2 separate regions of the Mus musculus genome follow, and region 1 is linked to region 2. Evidence: chromatin contacts called from public Hi-C data. All regions are on one chromosome and are shown on one strand. Each heading gives the region's core, a stretch centred on a gene start, on an enhancer-like site or on the middle of the called end of the contact. The rest is flanking DNA. Distances are from core to core; before and after follow the strand shown. Region 1 overlaps Lypd6b (LY6/PLAUR domain containing 6B). Region 2 overlaps Kif5c (kinesin family member 5C).

What was found. Hi-C and Micro-C count contacts between places; a contact is called where the count stands out from the background.
Region 1: a Hi-C map of 3T3-L1-derived adipocytes shows a contact between it and region 2, with 3 times the contacts expected there. The contact joins two enhancer-like sites. A contact is called at or near these places in 9 of 484 Hi-C or Micro-C datasets (3T3-L1-derived adipocytes, CD4 T cells, bone marrow-derived DN2 thymocytes and 5 more) and 1 of 115 datasets of contacts at active chromatin or transcription factors (memory CD8 T cells).

Annotation. Positions count from the first base shown.
Region 1 is chr2:49,838,856-49,843,179 of GRCm38.p6, forward strand. The region is part of intron 1 of Lypd6b (LY6/PLAUR domain containing 6B); the gene reads left to right. Among named protein-coding and RNA genes, the nearest start is that of Lypd6b, 53 kb to the left of the region's middle. Within about 2 kb of position 1,891, at least 41 of the 459 cell types and tissues checked have an H3K27ac peak or open chromatin away from gene starts, as enhancers often do. A contact at or near this core is called in 3T3-L1-derived adipocytes, where this site is marked.
Region 2 is chr2:49,766,241-49,770,949 of GRCm38.p6, forward strand. All of the region lies in intron 25 of Kif5c (kinesin family member 5C), which reads left to right. Among named protein-coding and RNA genes, the nearest start is that of Lypd6b, 19 kb to the right of the region's middle. Within about 2 kb of position 3,436, at least 12 of the 459 cell types and tissues checked have an H3K27ac peak or open chromatin away from gene starts, as enhancers often do. A contact at or near this core is called in 3T3-L1-derived adipocytes, where this site is marked.

The DNA of each region.
Region 1 (4,324 bases), core at 641-3,140, 71 kb after region 2:
CACAGCACTGCGCCTGCTCAAGTTGCAAGCTCTTCTGCAGACGGCTAAAACTATCTTCTTGTACACACCGTGTCCAGGGACGCTTGCGGAGGGGTAGCATCTTTGCCAAGGAAAGGATAGGATACCAAGTCTAGCTTGTACAAAATGACTGGTTGTTTGTCTGAAACTCAAATTTGACTGAGAATCCCGTGTTTGTTTTGCTAACTTGGCCACCCAGCAAGTCACCTGAATTGGATGTTGTCAGACCCTAAATAACTACACATGTCATTCCCAGAGCTGTGGAAATCCTTATATCTTCTAGAAGGTAGACTGCATGGATTTTGAAATAGCTGTAAGTAAAGAAAACAACTTGTGGATCTGGTGGTCATCAGAGATAAAAATGAAGTTATAAGAATATGCAAAAATGGCCTTTTGAAGCTGGGTAGTGGTGCACATGCCTTTAATCCCAGCACGTGGGAGGCAGAGGCAGAGGCAGAGGCAGAGGCAGAGGCAGAGGCAGAGGCAGAGGCAGAGGCAGAGGCAGAGGCAGAGGCAGAGGCAGAGGCAGAGGCAGAGGCAGAGGCAGAGGCAGAGGCAGAGGCAGAGGCAGAGGCAGAGGCAGAGGCAGAGGCAGAGGCAGAGAGGCAGGTGGATCTCTCTGACTTGGAAGCCAGACTGGTCTACAAAACAAGTTCTAGGACCACGAGAGCTTTCCTAGTCTGGAAAAACCAAACCAAACCAACCAAACAAACAAAAGACCTTTAGAATCCATTAGGTTGAATTATCAACTTTGGCAAAGAACATGGATGTTGGTCGATTTGTGACAAACATAAGCATGCATGAATCTAAACTCTGGCAGTTTCCTTGAGGAATTTTTCATCTTACTATCTTACTCTGTATGATTATTCTGTGTGTGGGTGTGAAGGCCAAGAGACACTTCAGGTATTCTTCAGGTACAATCCTTTTTTTTTTTTTTTTTTTTTTTGAGACAAATATTGTCACTGCTCTGGCCAGCCTCAGGGAGGTTCTTGCCTCTGCAGCACTTGAATATCAATGTGCCTTTTAGAAATGGAGCCCTGGGGGTTAGACCTAGTGCTTTCTTCAGCTCCTCCCATGATTTCTATTGGCACAGACATAATATGTGTCACTGAAGAGCTAAAATTGCATTTCTCATCCTATTGAGTTGCCATCTTTCAAAGATCTCAAAAATTACAAACTCTAAATGTTAACTTTGTCCTTTGTTTGATTTTGAGGTGGAAAAAGAAGTCCCAGGCCCATGCTTGCTGCCTGACTTCAGGGCGCCTTGTTAGTGAGTACCAATGTTGAAGTTGTTCTAATTTTTGACATTTGCAGGCTGTTTTGATCCATGTTTTGAATCTGTTTTTTTCCCGTGTGAGTTCTGTAGAACATGACCAAGGAGATTTGTAAATAGGTCTGATTTTATATACAACTTACTCATAATAGTTTACTGTGTGATCACAATTTGTGTGTATTTATATGTGTGAGTATGTATGTGTTTGTATATGTGTGAGTGTGTATGTGTATGTATATGTGTGTGTATGAGTATGTGTGTGTATGTGTGTGTATGAGTGAGTATATGTGTGAGTATGTATGTGTGTATATATGTTTGAGTGTGTATGTGTGTGTGTAAATTTATGCATGTGTGTGTATGTGCGTGTGTGTATGTGTGTATCTAGTGGACAGCTTGAGATAAATGTAAGATGACAGGACTTGGATGCAGGTCATGTCCTGCACTTTAACAAGGCTCTCTAGTAGGTTTGGCTTCCTACATAGTAAACTGTCATAGCAATGACCAGTAGCTTAAAATTCCTTCTGCATTCCTCACCGGCTGCCAAAACAATTGCTTAAGTAAATGGTTCCTGGGGCCAGCGACCATTAACACTCCCATCTGCAACTGGCTATGAGCTGAGCCTGAGGCTCCGCTGGCTGCCTGTACTTGGTGTTCTGTGTGACAGACAGCTTGGCTGCTGGCCCTTTGACTGAGGAAAGCCACGCTTCTCTCCCATCTGCTTCCTACAGAGGATAAGGGCTCTGAACCATGCACGGTTTCTCTCCGGGTAGGATCACATGAGTGCCAATAGGAGGGAACCCATGTTCCCTCCATCTTGGAACCTAGTAGTTAATTCTAAGGCTGGCAGCTGCCACAAACTGCATGTCATGAAGTGAGTCCTAACTGATGGCAATAAGTAGCTGGGTCCATTTTGAACCATCTGGAGTTTTCAGGACTCTATGTGTGGGACCAGAGACAAGCTTAGTCTCAGGTGGAATGACTCTGTTCTCAATGTCTCAATGTTTCCGAATACACATATTAAACCCGGAGATTTTGAAACCTTAATTTCTTTCGAGTCATAGCACAACTGCCAGCCTAGGATTGCCCACATATAAGTTCACTGGGCCCAGCTCTGTGGTGTTGGCACCGTGCTTGCCTCGCAGCTGTTGCCCAAGTTCATCAGCCTCATAGGGCATGCTCAGCTGGGGGTAGCAAAGGCTACTCTGAGCTCATTGTGTTCAGATTCAAGTTTCTGCTGTGAGAACTCTCCTACCAACTTATTTCTCAACCTCTCTCTCTCTCTCTCTCTCTCTCTCTCTCTCTCTCTCACTCTCTCTCTCTCTCTCTCTCTCTCAAAAAGACTTATTAATTTTATGTATGGGACTACCCTGTCCCTGACCCTGATATTCCTCTCAACCTCATATCTTTCTTCTTCTTCTTCTTCTTCTTCTTCTTCTTCTTCTTCTTCTTCTTCTTCTTCTTCTTCTTCTTCTTCTTCTTCTTCTTCTTCTTCTTCTTCTTCTTCTTCTTCTTCTTCTTCTTCTTCCTCCTCCTCCTCCTCCTCCTCCTCCTCCTCCTCCTCTTCTTCTTTCTTCTTTCTTCTTTCTTCTTTCTTCTTTCTTCTTCTTCTTCTTCTCCTTCTTCCTCACTGTGGTGACTTGAATGAGAATAGGCTTGTGTCTTAGTCAGTCAGTGTTCTATTACTGTGAAGAGACACCACCATCACAAAATTCTTTAAAAAGAAAGTATTTAATTGGTGCTCACTTACAGTTTTAGAGGTTTAGTCCATTTTCATCATGGAGTCGTGCATGACGGCAAGTAGGCTGACAATGTGGCTGGAGAAGTAGCTGAGAGTTCTGCATCTGAACCTGCAGTCAGCAGGAAGGGAGCGACTCTGAGCTTGGCTTGGGCTTTTAAAACCTCAAAGCCCACTCTCAGTGGCATACTTCCTCCAAGAAGATCACACCTCCTAATCCCTTCTAATAGAGCCATTTTCTCTAGACTAAGCATTCGAATCTAGGAGCCTTTGGGAGCCATTATTATTCAAACCATCATAATTTGTATATTTGAACGTCAGCTCCCAGTTTATGGAGAGAGTATAGAATCTTTGTGAGCTAGAGCCTTGATGGAGGCAGTAGGTGGCCGTGGGTGAGCTCTGGGCTTTATATTGCCCCTCCCTGTTCATGCTGACTACTTCCTCTGGGTGGATCAGCCTTCCTCTTTCTGCTGCCCTGTCTTTAATCCCATGAAAGATTTTATTCTTTTGAAACTGTAAGCCAAAATAAACTCTTTCCTGAGTCAATTTTGGACATGGTATTTTCTCACAACAACAGAAAAGTACCTAATAATTAACTAAGTCCAATGAGTATTGCTGGTATGTAGATGAGTATGGCAAAATCCCCTGAAGCATGGGATATCTACCAGTGGCCACACATGAAACGAAGCAGTCGTTGAATTTGCTAGTAATTTGGAATACTTAAAAAGACCCATGCTTGTGGTGGCACACATTATCATCCCAGTACTAAGGAGATGGGGCATGTGGTGGAAGCTTGCCTTGGAGACATGATGAGATCTTATTTAAATATAAAAAATGATTTTAAAAATACCCATGAATGCAGGGCTTCCGTTATCCTGCATTCAGCATGGAAAACAAAACAAAACAAAAACCCCAAAGCAAACAATCTGCTTCCTTTCTGTGCAAACCCTAGTCTCTCCTGCACCCAGCTCTTTCTGCTGTTTGAAATCTACACATCCATTGTTTGAACCAACCTTGTTAATGCCCTGCTTTCTCAGGGCAGAGCTGTGTCTTCAGACTGTCCAGTGTTTTAACCCTCTTGTTAGGTCTGCTGGTTTCAGTAACTCACCTTGACTTGAAGTTCATTAGCATGCCATTGGCAAAAGAGGCATACTTCCAAGTTGGCCATTTACTCGGCCATTCATCACTGCCTCACCTGGAGGATTCTGGGAAACCTCAAAGGAACTGCTAATGATGCTCTGTCTCTAATATAGTCTCCTTCTACACCCCCATGATGCACTGTTGGTCGAGTGACTGCA
Region 2 (4,709 bases), core at 2,186-4,685:
AGCCCTTCCTTTCAGGACTTTGTCTTTGCACTGAGCGTCCCAAAAGGCCGCTCACTCACTCTGCCCTTGTCTGTCTCACTCTCCTGTCTTTTCATCTGTGACTTTTTGTCTTAATCACCTGAATCCCGTTTGTCTTGCTCCACTGTTAGGGTGACTCTTCATTGTCTCCCCTTGTGACACCTAGTCACAAGCAAATTATCTTGCGTATCCCCAAGATGCTCACACAGCTACTTGTTCCCAGTGGAAATGGATCATACTGTGCGGGAGGGCAGACCAGATGTGGCTGTCAGCTTAGCCCCTGAGACTGTGACACTGAGTCTTATTGATGGCATGCAGGGATCCTCCAGACAGGTGCAGCCCACCTCTTGAACCACCATACCATTCATGGTGCTGCTCTAAAACCCTAGCCATTGGTAACTGGATGATTGCACGGTTCATCATTCAAGGAGCTCACTACAGGCAGAAACAGTGACTGGTTTCCGACCGAGGTGGTGCTGGGTCTCTTTGGTCTGAGCCTGGTTCTTACCCTCTGGCCAAGTCACTTTGTCTTTGTGCCCCTGTGTGGTCAGCAGCTACTTAACAGGTCTGTGGAGGACCAAGTATGTCAGTGTGTAATTAAGGTATAGGGACTGTGTGCCTAGACCAGGCATTTGCAAGCTTCATAACTAGAGAAAAAGTGAAGATTTTTAGGGTAAAAGTTCAGGTTTCACCTGCAGCCCTGGTACCCTAGGCTAGACCACCTTCCCGGTATACCAGGCAAAGAGATGGTAATGATTAAAGTCAGAGATAGATTTATTCAGTGTTGCCACACTAGGAAAGGGAACAAATAAGGTCCCACTGACTCCAAGTCTGTCTCAGGGTGCTTGGCATAAGTTGTACATTTACACACAGGGAGAACTGGGTCTGGAGGAAAGAGGTGTATGCAGAGATGAGCAGGTCCTGGGCAAGATGTGGTCTGGTTTGTGTCAGTTCTGGTTCTGGAGGGAGATCCACAGAGGCCCTTATTGCTGGCGGGGCCAGTGTTTCCCAGGAGATGGTCACTTCTATTTCAGAGTATAGCCATCAAGACCCTCATGGATAATTGCCTTCAGGTAGCAAAAGGGGGTCCACGGATGCAGTGCTTCAGGGTAGCAAGTTAGGGGGTAAGAGAGTTATCATGAGGGTTTTCCTCTTCCTGAAACTCCATTTGGACAATGGCATCGCTGTGCCTTTAGTCTTGAAAGGGGATGAGCTAGGTTAGACCGAGCTCTGTGAGCAGCTAACGTGCCAAACTGAAGAGGTATGTGGAGGATGCAAAAGAAAGCAGGAAGGCACAAAAGACCCAGACACCATGTTTTCGTCCGACTTTCCAGTTACCTCGTGGGTCCACAGGAGTCAGTGGTTAGTGGACGAAGCAGCCTCTGTTCCTGTTTCTCTGCTGTTTCTGCACATGCTCACACCACCTAACCAGGCTTCTTATTCTGTGTTCCAAACAGAAGGGCCAAACCAAGGTGGGCCTGAGACCAGGAACTTGGAGCTTCTGTGTGCCCGTTCTTGAAGTTTTGACTTTGGATACCTTGTGTATCCTTCGAGAGGATCAGTGGTATCAGAGGCTTTAGTGTCTATTTGTCACATGTATCATACAATTTAAAAACTAAAGCATTAAATGAATGATTCACTTACGTAAGTTACCAGAAGTGAACATTTTTTTTAATAAAAAGTTAAATTTTTAATTTTGTGTGTATCTGTGTGTGGGAATGTACACATGAGTACAGAGGCCAGAAGAGGATTTAAATCTCTTGGATCTGGAATAACAGATGTGTGAGTGATGGGTGAGTGACTAGTGAGTGATGGGTGAGTGACTAGTGAGTGACGGGTGAGTGACGGGTGAGTGATGGGTGAGTGAACTGGCTGAGGAGGGTGCTGGGAACTGAACTCTGGTCTTCTGCAAGAACAATAGTGGTTAACAATGGTTAACCACTGAACCATCTCTCTAGCCCCTTTACTTTATAAGCAATTGATTTTTATTTAGTTATGTGTCTGCATGTCTTTATGTTGGTATGTGCATATGAGTGCAGGCATAACTAGCATTTTTAAGGAAAGATTCGTTTTTTTAAAAAAAAACCCTCAGCTAATTGGCATTATTTTACATTTTCGTAGACCTCTTTGTCTCCTTTAATGGATAGCAGCTACTTCTCGGGTCTGCTTGTGCATCTGTTTCTCTGCATGGCCTTGCCTGGAGTATATGAAGACAACAGCTACCCTTATCACTTCAGAGAAGATTCTTGGCTGTTTCGAGAAAGGATTCAAGGGATACAAGGGTCCTTATGTAGGAGTCTGACAGGACAATATGGAAGGCATTAAAGGAAACCCAGACAAGAACTTAGCCAAACTTGACCTTTAGAGTACTAATCTTATAGCTGTTGTGAGGTCAAAAGGAAAGTAGTGTGTCTGTAGGGACCAGGACAGAGGGACCTGAGGTGGGCACTGCTGGTGGCCTGGAGACTACCACCCAGAACTCAGAAGGCGACGCGGTGGCACCAGGAAGACCTTGCTTCAGTAGTCTGGGTTATGCACTTCTCCTGGTCAAAAATGCGGAACGGTTCCTCCGTGGCAGATTGTATCGCCACGATAAGCAAAGGCAACTGGTAATTCTTATAAATGGGGATTGAACTGTAGAAAGGCGCAGGGAAAGATAAAACTATGTACTGTTTGGATTAAGCTTAAATCTACTGCAAGCAGTTTCAAAAGCCAAAGTTGAGGGTTGGAGTCCAAATATGTCTTGCAAAACCCTTCTGTGTATAATTAGCTTCTTTCTTCAGCCTTCTCCACCCCTTCTAGAGCAAGGTGATTTTATTTCCTTCTAAATCTGGCCACAGGTCCCCACTCTGAATTGCTGGCCTCAGGTTGGCTGAGCCTCGGGTCAGTGCACTGCCTGGTCTCTTGACCTGGTCCCTTGCTACTGCTGGGTGAGAGAGCGTCTCTTCTACAGGCCTGGGCAAGGAGCATAACAGAAGCAGATCTGCTTTTCCATTCAGCAGCCTGTCACAGTCCACCTTTCTCACTGCCCCTGAAGTGAATAAAGTAAGCTTCCATTGTGGCCCCCGTTTCTTTCAAGCTGTCAGCCCAAACGTGCTGGAACTTGTACTGGGGGGCGGGGGTGCAGTGTGGGACTTGAATACCATCTTTCTAGTGGAAATCTCCTCCCTTCATGGTCTGCTGGAGTTCTTGAGGCTGGGCCACAGCATTTGTGTGCTGAATGCTTCCTGTGTCAACATGGGTTGGCTGCTGTCATTGCTGTAGGCCATAGTCTCCAGGTAAGGTCTGCAGCCAGCACCTCCCTGCCTGCAGGTACACAGGAAGACCAATCCCTTCTGCCCAGTGGGATGGTGCGTTTGAAGGAACAAACCCTCAGGTGAAGTAGGATCTCGGTGCTGCTCTCCAAAAGCCTTCCTTTGGTTTTCAGCTCACAGTAGATTGTAAATGACTGCATCATTCTGCACTCAGCAGGAAGGACAAACTCTCAAGAAAGGTCAAATGTGAGACTCATCCTTCCTATAAACTGCTTTATCTCTCTGTAACTTCTAAAAATACAAGATTATCATCAAAGGTTGTTTCTACTCCCTTTAATCAGGATGGTTGTAAGCATGGGAAATGACAGACTGAGATTCCTGCATATTTACTCTGTGGGTCCAGGAGAAATGGCTGTTCTTAGAAAGCACGAACTGTCCCCTCACCTGCCAGGTTTCTCTTCTGTTCCATGCTCCTCTTTCCTTTTTCTGTATTCATGCATAATTTATGTTGTGTTTATTTACACAAAATATGTAGTGCTGCTTCCACTATTCTGAATGAGGAGGCTGTAGAGAAACAACTTGGAGACAGTACTGTGGCAGGGCTGTGAGGCCTCACAGGTGGACAGAGGCTGGAGGCAAACAGGAAGTACAGTGTGTCAGGTTATGGAGTCTTGTTCAAACTCGGGAGCAGATGAGTTTTACTTTGGCTCCATCATATTTCCTGTTGTGCCACTTCCTTTAGCTTCCTAGGACAAGGCTGTGCCTGCCCATTGGGTTCCTTCCTTCAGCCCGAGGGTTCCAGGACCTCTGCCAGAAACCCACAGGGCAGATTACAGATGGGTCAGGGCCCCATGATGCTGCCAGGGGTTGACTCTTTTGCTATGTTGAGTGTCAAGCTTACAAGAGTTAGTGGAAGATGACTCAGGGCTGGTTTCTAGTCAGGAGAGGTCGAAGACTCCCACCCTGGGGACCTGCCCAAGGTCAGATGGACAGACCTCTACTGAGAGTAAACTGGAAGCGGGTGCTGTACTGAAATCTTCATGACACCATTGGTGTGGAACACACTTTCAAATCAGTTCTCTCTTTGTAGAATGCCTGGGTCAGGACCATGCCTGACCTGCCTGGTGATGTGTGTCCTGGTTAATGAGTGATGTCTGATTGTCCCCTGGGACAGGAAGTGCTTTGTGCTATTCCGATGGCACACAGATGCAGAATGTACTGACTTTTGGAAGAGACTACCGTGACTGGGTCAGGACAAAATACTTAGATGCAGGATGGAGGAAGCTCTGTTATCCATCATGTTAGCCGAGTCTCAACTGAGAAGCAGTGAGGGCGAGCAGGAGACATCAGGCTGAGCACACGCACGGTGGAGTATGTGCCAGTCCCGCAGTGGCAACACTGTTGTGAAGAATAGCAGCATTCGTACATATTGAAGTC